2 separate regions of the Mus musculus genome follow, and region 2 is linked to region 1. A link is a contact called in public promoter capture Hi-C data. All regions are on one chromosome and are shown on one strand. The core of a region is the stretch at or near the end of the contact, and the rest is flanking DNA. Distances in the headings are between cores, read along the strand shown. Region 1 has its middle 24 kb from the start of Map3k14. Region 2 overlaps Plekhm1 (pleckstrin homology domain containing, family M (with RUN domain) member 1).

The links. Capture Hi-C pulls out chosen DNA fragments and counts their contacts.
Region 2: a promoter capture Hi-C map of adipose tissue shows a contact between it and region 1. The contact joins two enhancer-like sites. A contact is called at or near these places in 1 of 115 datasets of contacts at active chromatin or transcription factors (embryonic stem cells) and 2 of 9 other capture datasets (adipose tissue and pancreatic islet).

What each region holds. Positions count from the first base shown.
Region 1 is chr11:103,289,220-103,294,409 of GRCm38.p6, forward strand. No RefSeq gene overlaps it. Among named protein-coding and RNA genes, the nearest start is that of Map3k14, 24 kb to the left of the region's middle. Within about 2 kb of position 3,137, at least 84 of the 459 cell types and tissues checked have an H3K27ac peak or open chromatin away from gene starts, as enhancers often do. A contact at or near this core is called in adipose tissue, where this site is marked.
Region 2 is chr11:103,397,671-103,402,578 of GRCm38.p6, forward strand. The region is part of intron 2 of Plekhm1 (pleckstrin homology domain containing, family M (with RUN domain) member 1); the gene reads right to left. Among named protein-coding and RNA genes, the nearest start is that of Plekhm1, 13 kb to the right of the region's middle. Within about 2 kb of position 2,466, at least 62 of the 459 cell types and tissues checked have an H3K27ac peak or open chromatin away from gene starts, as enhancers often do. A contact at or near this core is called in adipose tissue, where this site is marked.

The DNA.
Region 1 (5,190 bases), core at 1,887-4,386:
AAAATGAGCCCCTGTGTTAAATAAGCAAATTGTACAGGGAGCAAGAACTCCACTCAGCTCCATGGGGAGCTATGGAGGGAGGCAGGCCATGCAAAGCCGTAGGCAGAATGCCTGGTGGTGGAACATCCCTCTAGTGTCAGGGTGAGTGAGACCCACAGGACAGGCAGCTTCAGGACAGACAGACAGAGCAGAAACAAGACCGGAAGGCCGAGGTGCCTGACCTGGCAGGAGAGACAGGAGCTGTGCTATTGACTCAGGCCCCAGCCAATCAAATAAGGCAGAGAAGATGCTCCAGAGTCACCTGTGGTAGTCAGGAGAGAGGATCTGTGGGCCAGCTCAGCAAGGGGAAGGAAGAATGGGGAACCAGCCAGGGAGGCCAAACGGGGCAGGCCAGGCCTTACTCTTGCGGATCCATAGAAAGCCAGGTAGGATTTCCTCTACTGTGGCTGAGAACCAGTCTAGGTGGAGCCAGGGCAGGAAGTGAGCACAGCAGCTCTGGTGGCATTGACTGTGGCCCCTTAAATCCTGGGTCTCAATTTACCAATCTGTGACGTGAGGAAAGATATGATAAAACTCCTTTTTGTTAGGTGTAGTGATGTACACCTGTAGTCCCCGTATTTGGGAGGCTGAGGCAGGACCATCAAGAGTAGCCAATCAGGACTACATACTGAGCCTGCGTCTCAACAAACAAAACAACAAAACCCACAAACAACTGTTCTCAGGAAGCCTGTGAAAACCAGTCATGGGCAAGTAATGAGCATGGTGTCTGGTCCCGGAGAGTTTTACGTTACTGTGTCACCAAATACCAGTGACTGTCACTGATAAGGTATATCTCATTTTTACAAAATATTAGTGTGCGGGGCGGGGGGCGGGGGGGAGGACTTGCCACATGTGGAGGTTCAAGGAAAATGTTTGGGAGTTGGTTCTTGCCTCCTATTTTGCTGAGGTGGGTCTCTCTTGATGGCTCTATTGCTGACCTGGAGGCTAGCTGTCCCGTAGGCTTGCAGATGAGATTACAGATGCACACCACCAACATTCAACTTTTTTTCCTTTTTTGTTTTTGTCTTTTGTTTTGTGTTTTGTTTTGTTTTGGGGACAGGGTTCCTCTGTGTAGTCTTGGCAGTCCTGGAGCTCACTCTGTAGACCATGCCGGCCTTGAACTCAGAGAGGCACCTGCCTCTGCCTCCAGAGTGCTGGGATTAAAGGCATGCACCATCACCACCAGGCCACATCTAGCTTTTGATGTGGATTCCTGGGCTCCAACTCCAGTCGCAGCAAGCATTTCTACCTGGCGAGCTCTCTCCTCGGTCACACATCCCTTTTTTTTTAATTATTATTTTTTTAATTAGGTATTTATTTCATTTACATTTCCAATGCTATCCCAAAAGTCCCCCATACCCTCCCCCACCCACTCCCCTACCCACCCACTCCCACTTCTTGGACCTGGCGTTCCCCTGTACTGAGGCATATAAAGTTTGCAAGACCAAGGGGCCTCTCTTCCCAATGATGGCCGACTAGGCCATCTTCTGCTACATATGCAGGTAGAGACACGAGCTCCGTGGGTACTGGTTAGTTCATATTGTTGTTCCACCTATAGGGTTGCAGACCCCTTTAGCTCCTAGGGTACTTTCTCTAGCTCCTCCATTGGGGGCCCTGTGTTCCATCCTATAGCTGACTGTGAGCATCCACTTCTGTGTTTGCCAGGCACTGGCATAGCCTCACCCGAGACAGCTATATCAGGGTCCTTTCAGCAAAATCTTGCTGGCGTATGCAATGGTGTCAGCATTTGGAGGCTGATTATGGGATGGATCCCCGGGTGTGGCAGTCCCACATCCCTTTTAAAGACATGAGTGTCAGCAGCACGTAGCCCCAGAACTGAGGAGATGTGGTTTCGTTGCTCATTTTTTCACAGAGGACATCAGTATAAGCACTGGGGAGCATGACACGTTCCTGGACATTTTCTATGTGCCAGGCACAGAGCCGAGGCCTTGCAATCATCTATCATTGAACCCTTAAGTAGCGCCGTGAGGACTTTACAGAGTGATCTTCACTTTTCAGATGAGGTTTTGGAAAATGAGGTGACTCGCCCTTGAGGATCACACACTTTTGCCCGCATAAATGGTGGGCATCCCTTTATCATCCACATCCAGGGCAGCCCTGCCCTTGGTTGGCTTCGTCTGATCCAGTTCAGATTCCTTGGTTCTGAACTTGGCTTCTACCACTGGGGAACTTTAAGAAACCCTAAGCCTGGCCTCCATCAGAGAGATTTTGATGCAATCCAAATGGGGTGTAGCCTGGACCTGGGGACAGTTTTTAAAGGACACCAGGGGGTTCTAATGTGCCTCCAAGGGAGAGGACTACTGCCTCCTTTGTGTGTGACTAGAGGGGGCTCCTAACCTCTCTTAGGTTTCTCCTTGGCTCCTGAAACTCAGCCCATAGAAGAACAAAGCTTTTGGTGTGGTGTGCAAGCATAAATGGCATAGAATGTGAAGAGTTGATTGGCTGCCCAAGCAAGTGTTGAAGTCTCTTTTGTGTCTTCAGTGTGAACTGGGAAGAGGAGCTGGTCCTGAGAGGGATTCCAATGTCTGGAGACACCTGTCCTCATCTTGGCTTTCCTCCATGTATTGTGTGTGTGCATGTGTGTGTGTGTGTGTGTGTGTGTGTGTGTGTGTGTGCGTGTGTGCGTGTGTGCATGTGTGTGTGTGTGTTGGGGATGGTATTGGTCTTTATTTATATGGGCTCAAACCTTTTAAGCAAGCACACACCCCAACTTGGGCCCGTATAAATAAGGACCAATCCACCTCCCCACTTTCCCACCTTCCAATCTCTGCTACCCTCTGTGACAAGCCATTCCTGTGCAGGCTGGGAACACAATCCCCAAGACCCAGATTTCTAGCAGTTTCTAGCCTGCACATCTGTGTAGCTTCCCCAGGGTTCAGCTTGCCCCGATTTCTGAAGTTTATTTGTTTAACACAACCGGAGTGATTGCAAAGCTTCCTTCCCAGAAGACACCACTGTGCTTGGCGGGTTATGAAGCAACTCAGAGTAAATTTACGAGGTGTGGACAAGCAGAGGCCGTGGGGACCAGCGTTTTGCCGCAAAGCCTCTTCTGTGATCCGCTGGAGGCTTATCTTCAGTACGGGGAGGGAGCCCAATCATTTCCTCTCCTTTGCAGTTCTCTGGAGCCACCCCTTTTCAAGGGAGCCCTGTTCTTGTTCCCGTGGTTACCACTTGATTGGCAAGGTTTTATAGTTCTTGGACCAGAGAAGAAATGGAAATTCCAAGGAAGAGACGGGGAGATCTAACAAGGGTTTTTAATGAGATTCAGGAGTGAGTGAATGACCTCAGAGCATCCTGGAGCCGACCTTAGGGTGTGGCTAGGAAGTTGTTCCTGGGGAACTAACTACTCTTTCAGATGTTTTTCCAAAGTCAGGCTGAGGAGCCTCTCCACTTTGGAACCTAATCAGGCCATGATGATTTTACAAATCAGCAAAATCTATCCCAAGCTCAGGCAGGCCCCAGTGTTCTGAATGGTACAACTTGCACATTTGAGGTCGAGCCTAATTGGATACAAAGAGGAAGGATATTCCCGACAGGGCAGACTTTTCCAGGAACACCTTGGCACATAGCCCTCTTTACCCTTTCTCTCCAGTTCATGTTTGGGAACACACCCAAAGCGAGGAGCCAGCAAAAAAGACTACTGGGGGGAGGGGGAAGGGGCTGGAAAGATGGCTCCGTTAGTAAAAAGCTGCCCCACAAGTGTGAGGACCTGGATTCGAATCTCCAGTACCCACACAGCAGGAGCTTGTCTGTGACTCCAGCTCTGGGGTTGGGGCCTGGAAACAGGAGATTTCTAGATCTCATTGCTCAGTCAGCCTGGCCAAGTGGGTGAGCTTCAGGTTCTGTGGAAGACCCTGCACCTCTCCAGGGCTGGAGAGATGATGGCCCAGTGGTTAAAGAGCGCTAGCTAGTCTTCCAGAGCACCGGAGTTGCATTCCCAGCACCCACATGGTGGCTCACAGTCATCTGTAACTCCAGTTCCAGGGGAGCCAGTGTTCTCTCTGGCCTCCTTGGGGACCAGGCACACGGGTGGTGTACAGACATACATTCCAACAAAACACTCACACACATAATAAAATAATTAAAGAATAGAAAAGGGAAGAAAGTTGAAATCAACTGCTTTAAAAAGGGTGCTTTTAAAAATTATTTATTAATTATTACACAAAATAATTACATGTTTATTTCTGTAGTGATTACAGTGTGAGTGTGAATGGGACATTAGTTACTTAAAATTCTACCTGTGTTTTTAAAACACAAATAAATTATAATTTATGGACAAAGTGATTCATATGAATTGATACTTTAAAAGTCTTTGCTCTGCCAATCTGAAATAATAAGTTCCATATCTACTCATGCTTAACTGTTTTGTATTTTATGTAAAAGGAAATAAATATCAACATGGTAAAAAAAAAAGAAAGAAAAAGAAAAGGGAAGAAAGAAAGAAGAAAAGAAAGAAAGAAGTCCCTGTCTAAAAAAATAAGGCAGAAGAGCAACTGATATCATGAACTTCTGGCTTCTGTTTGCACGTGTGCACACAGGTGCACACATGTGCACACAGGTGCACACATGTACACATACGTGTCCTACCCTCCTACGTTGTGGGGGTGGAGCTTTCTTGATGAAACCCACTCACTTGGCAGGAACTTGCAGTGGGGGACATAGACCGAAGGCCTGTCCTAACTACACAAACAGACTGGTGCTCAGGCTCGGCCAAGGGGAACATTAAGCACCTCTTATACTATTTATCCCCCAACCGGCAGCCTGGCACGTTACCTATTGATCTTATCAACCTAACCGCCAAATACTAATTTATCCTGATTGTTGAGTTTTGAGTACTTTCTGAAAATTGTCTTTTTAAAGGGCATGCCTAAGTCTCTCAATCAGAATAGAGGCCCAGGCCAACTTCTGATGGATGGAAGCACATGCAGAAACAGCTGCAGGCCAGATGCGAGAGGAAAAAAAAATCCCATGGGCTGCAGGGACAGTTAAATCATTGTGGGTTTGAGTGTCCTGAATTGTATGTCACGCCCATGAGGGCGGTGAGTGCTTCTCCAAAACTCAAGGAATGTGTAGACTGTAGACTCTGGGCATCAAGGTATCCCTTGGCTCCGTAGTTAGGTATCCACTGTG
Region 2 (4,908 bases), core at 1,216-3,715, 110 kb after region 1:
CCTCTGCAAGAGCAACAAGTGCGCCCTATCTCTCCCTCTCTCTTTTTAAAATATCTATTTATTTATTTTACGTACGTGAGTACATACATGGTCACTGTCTTCAGACACACCAGAAGAGGGCAATGGATCCCATTACAGATGGTTGTGAGCCACCATGTGGTTGCTGGGATTTGAACTCAGGACCTCTGGAAGAGCAGCCTGTGCTCTTAGCTGCTGAGCCATCTCTCCAGTCCCGTATCTTTTGGTTTTTAAAACTAAACATCAATCTTGTATTTAACTACTGAAATGGTGGCTTGGGGGCACTCGGCAGAGACAAGCTAAGGAGGCAGAGTATTTCTTTAGAACAATAACAAAGAAAGGACCAGCAAGTGTGGCTCAAGAGAGTATGCTTGACAGTTACAGCCCTCCATTAGATCCCCAACACTGTGGGGAGGAAAGACCAGTCAAGACCACAGATGTATAATTATATTAGCTAAGAGCCTAGGCCTAGAGCAAAGCTTTAAAGGATTTCTGTAGCTCTGGCTGTCCTGGAATTCACTTTGTAGACCAGGCTAGCCTTGAATCTAGAGATCTATCTGAACCACCATGCCCCGCAGAGGCCATTGCTTGAAGACAGAAATTGGTTTTTCTTTTCTCCTCATGTCTCTAACACTTGCCACTGTGTCTGATACAATAACATATATAAGGCATGCAATTCCAAATGTACACCAGGTGTTGGTGGGAAAATCATACAATCATAGATATGAGTGTATCAAATCTTTAGTGTTTAGCAAAGAACTAGACAGAACTGCAGAAGAACCGGTTTGAAGCAAGTATTAAGTTATAGATAAATACTTCACTTTTATTCTGACTTAATCTGAACAGAGGGTGTTGTTTGGAAAGTTGAATTTTAAAAATTAACAAGTTATAATTTACACTAACTTCTCTGATTTAAATGACAAACTTCGGGGTTTGTTTGTCTTGCTATTTTTGATCCTCCCCAGAAGTAACCACATTTTTCAATTTTGGTTAACTTTTACTTTCACAAATTATTACTACTACTGCTACTATTTTAATTTATTGACACTGAGCATTGCGGCACATTCCTTTAATCTCAGCACTCAGGAGGCAGAAGCAGGCAGATCTCTGTAAGCCTAAGGCTAACCTGGTCTACATAAGGAATTCCAGATCAGTCAGGGCTAAACAGTAAGACCCTGTCTCAAATGAAACAACCAACCAAGCAGATTCATTTACAATGGCTGCTGAGAGGAGAATCAGCCTTCTATAGGATGAGCACTAGTAGGCTGTCTAGTCCCCCATATGCAGAAGATTATATCCACAAGTATGTGTTTGTATACGTGTGAGGGTAGCAACAAGAAGCATAGAAGAAGAGATCATGAACTTGGAAGTGAGTGCTGGAGGTAGGAGGGCTAGAAATGACAGTGCTCACATATGAAATCCTAAAAAAAAGAAAAAAGGAAAAGGTTTGCTTGGCAGGAGCTGGAGAGGTGGCTCAGCTTAGGAGCACTGGCTGCTCTTGTAGAGGCCCAGGTTTGCTGCCTAGCATGCACATGGAGCTCACATCTGTAACTACAGTATAGAAATCTGATGCCCTCTTCTGGCCTCCACAGGCACCATGTGTGCATGTGATACATTTACATTTTTGGGCAAAATGTTCATATAAAAATAAAACCTCTAGGCCGGGTGGTGGTGGTACACGCCTTTAATCCCAGCACTTGGGAGGCAGAGGGAGGTGGATTCCTGAGTTCGAGGCCAGCCTGGTCTACAAAGTGAGTTCCAGGACAGCCAGGGCTACACAGAGAAACCCTGTCTCGAAAAAACAAAACAAAAAACTGAAAAAATATAAAACCTCTAAAAAAACCTTACTTTTAGTTTATGTGTATATTTTGCCTTCATGTAAGTGCACTGTGTGTGTGTGTGTTTATGTATGTATGTATGTGTGTGTGCACGTGTGCGGTACTCATAGGGACTAGAAGAGGATGGTGGATCCCCCTGGAACTGGAATAATAGGCAGTTGAGAACTAACACACTGGGTACTAGGAACTGAATCAGGGTCCTCTCAGCAAGTAAGGCCAGGAGTGGTGGCACACGCCTTTAATCCCAGCACCTGATCTTTGAGGCCAGACTGTTGCACTAGTGAATTCAAGGACAGCCAGGGCTACAAGAGAAAATTTCAAACAAAACAAAAACTAACCAAACAAAACCCAGTAGCAAGTGTGCTTAACTCTCAGGCACCTCTCCAGTATTATTTTATGTTTTTATCATTACTTTTAATCATAGATGTATTCCTAAACAAACAATACCAAAATTGCATTTACTCTGTCTACAGTTAATTAAACTTCTTGATCTGAAAATTTACAGTCAATAAAATACAAAGTTTTGGAAAAGGAAGTTCAGTGTTTTGTAGCATAATCAGAGAATTGTGCAACCTGTGCCATTAACTAATTTTAGAGCATTTCAACACCCCTGAAACAAACAGTGTATTCATGGCAGGGGGTGGGGTGGCTGCAGGGTAATCTGACTCAACAGATTTATCTATTTTGGACATTTCAAAGAAATGGAAACACACAGCATGTGACTTGGAGTTTGGTTCCTATGACTCGGCATGTGATCACGGGTTATCCGCACTACAGCACATTATCAGAACGTAGTTCCTTCTTACTGTCAGGTAAGACCACTCACATCTACTGCATGGATACACCAAGCTTTATTTATCTCGCCATTCATGAGAAAACGAATACCTGGCTGGATGGCACTTTTTGACTACAGTGCTGCTCTGAGCGTTTTTATCCACATCTTTATGAAGACATACTTCCAGGTCTAGAACCGATGAGCCATTGACATGTGAGCTCGCACAGTGACAGGCTTGCAACCATGACTGCTAAAGCTGAGGTCTTTGACAGTGATAGGCTTGCAACCCCGACTGCTAAAAGCTGAGGACTTACACGTGACTTCGAGGCTGTCTTGATAGTTAAGTTTAAGGCCAGCCTAGACTACATAGTAAAACCTGCCTTCAAATCCAAAGAATTGTTAAATCACATAAAATCTATGCTCCCCATGCCAGCCCGGGGATGTGGCTCAGGGGTAGAGCACTGCTTATATTTGTGGGATCTTGTCTTTCATCTTCAACACCAGAAAGAAAAGGAATTAAAAACAACCTTGCCAGGCAGTGAGTGGTGGGGCACGCTTTTAATCCCAGCACTTGGGAGGCAGAGGCAGGTGGATTTCTGAGTTCAAGGCCAGCCTGGTCTACAGAGTAAGTTCCAGGACAGCCAGGGTGACACAGAGAAACCCCATCTCGAAAAAACAACAACAAACAAACAACCCCCCTCCCCAGACCCCAAAACCAACCTCAAGGAGCTGGAGGGATGGCTCAGTGGTTAAGAGCACTAAATGCTCTTCCAGAGGCCCTAAGTTCAAATCCCAGCAACAACATGGTGGCTCACAACCATCTGTAATGAGATCTGATGTGTCTGAAGACAGCTACAGTGTTCTTATATATAATAAATAAATAAATCAAAAGAAGAAAAAAAGTTAAAAAAAAACCCAAAGCCTCAAAAGGCCTATTTATGTTTTCTAGGAAACAGAACTGTTTGCCAAAGTAGCCATGATCTTTACATTCTCAGAGATTAGAGAAGAGGTCTAGCTTTTTCATTTTTTTTGTCAACACTTGCTGATGTCTTTCTTATTACAGCCACCTTAATGGAGTAAGGCAACACCTTACCATGGCTTTCTCTTACATTTCACTGGGCTTAATAGCAATTAATTTAAAAGTAATAAACAGTAATAGAAAAAGCATCGTTTTGTGTACTTCCTGGCTTATTTGCATATCTTCCTTGGAGAAATCCTTTGTCCACTGTGTAACTTGTTTTTATGTGTGCTGTGTGGGCTTGTGTGTGTCAGTGCATGTGCAGAGCAACATATACATGTGGGCTGAGTGTCTTAGTCACACTACACATTAATCTTTTTTGTTATTATTGTGGTTTTTCCATACAGGGTTTCTCTCTGTAGCTCTGGCTGTCCTAGCACTCTGTACACCAGGCTAGCCTGGAACTCAGAGATGCACCAGCCTCTGCCTCCCAAGTGCTGGGATTAAAGCATGAGCCACCAGGCCCAGCACACATACACTATTCTTATAGGTTATGTCTCTTACTGAACTTGTGCTCAGCGATTCATGGCCTACCTGGCCAGTGAACCCTGAGGATTTCTCAGAAATGTGCCCTCCCTCTCCCTAACTGGGGTTATAGATAAAGACTGCCACAAGAGTTCTGGAGATTCAAACACAGGGCTTCACACCAGCACACACCATGGATAGCCATTTCCCAGCCCCCAGACTCTCTCTGAAAGGCTGAAATAGTTCTCACTCTATTTTGCGTACCAGACCTTTTTCAGAGAGAATAGCTTCTCTTTTCCTATGGACACTATCTTTTCATCCCCCCTCCAACACTTTATGAATAGTGTCCTTTGAAGCAAAGATTTCAATCTCGGGGTTGAATTTTAAATGTTACTTAAAATATATTATACATTATATAAAAGGCTAAAACTATTTCCAACTGAGTGCCTACCAAGTGCTGTGTCGGGGGATGCGGGGATAACTAGGCTTAAGCCTCAAGGGGTGGGGGGTCTGTGCACCTCTTGCTAGGAGGAGGTGAGGGCTCTGCTCCAGAGGGCCCAGCATGAAACAAGAATGACATCACAGGCCTAGCTGGAAGCCAGCAGGGGAACAGGTAGAGCTGACCCTCTAGTGGCCAGGAGAGGGAAGGCAGCTCTCTGAGGGCAGCAGCTCCTTGTGGCAGAAGATTCTGGTAACTAGAGAGCAGTACTGGGAGGAAAGAATTCTCCAAAGAAGCCATCATAGGATTCCACTGAGTCAAAAAGCTATATGACCTCCTGCCTTTTCAAGGACAC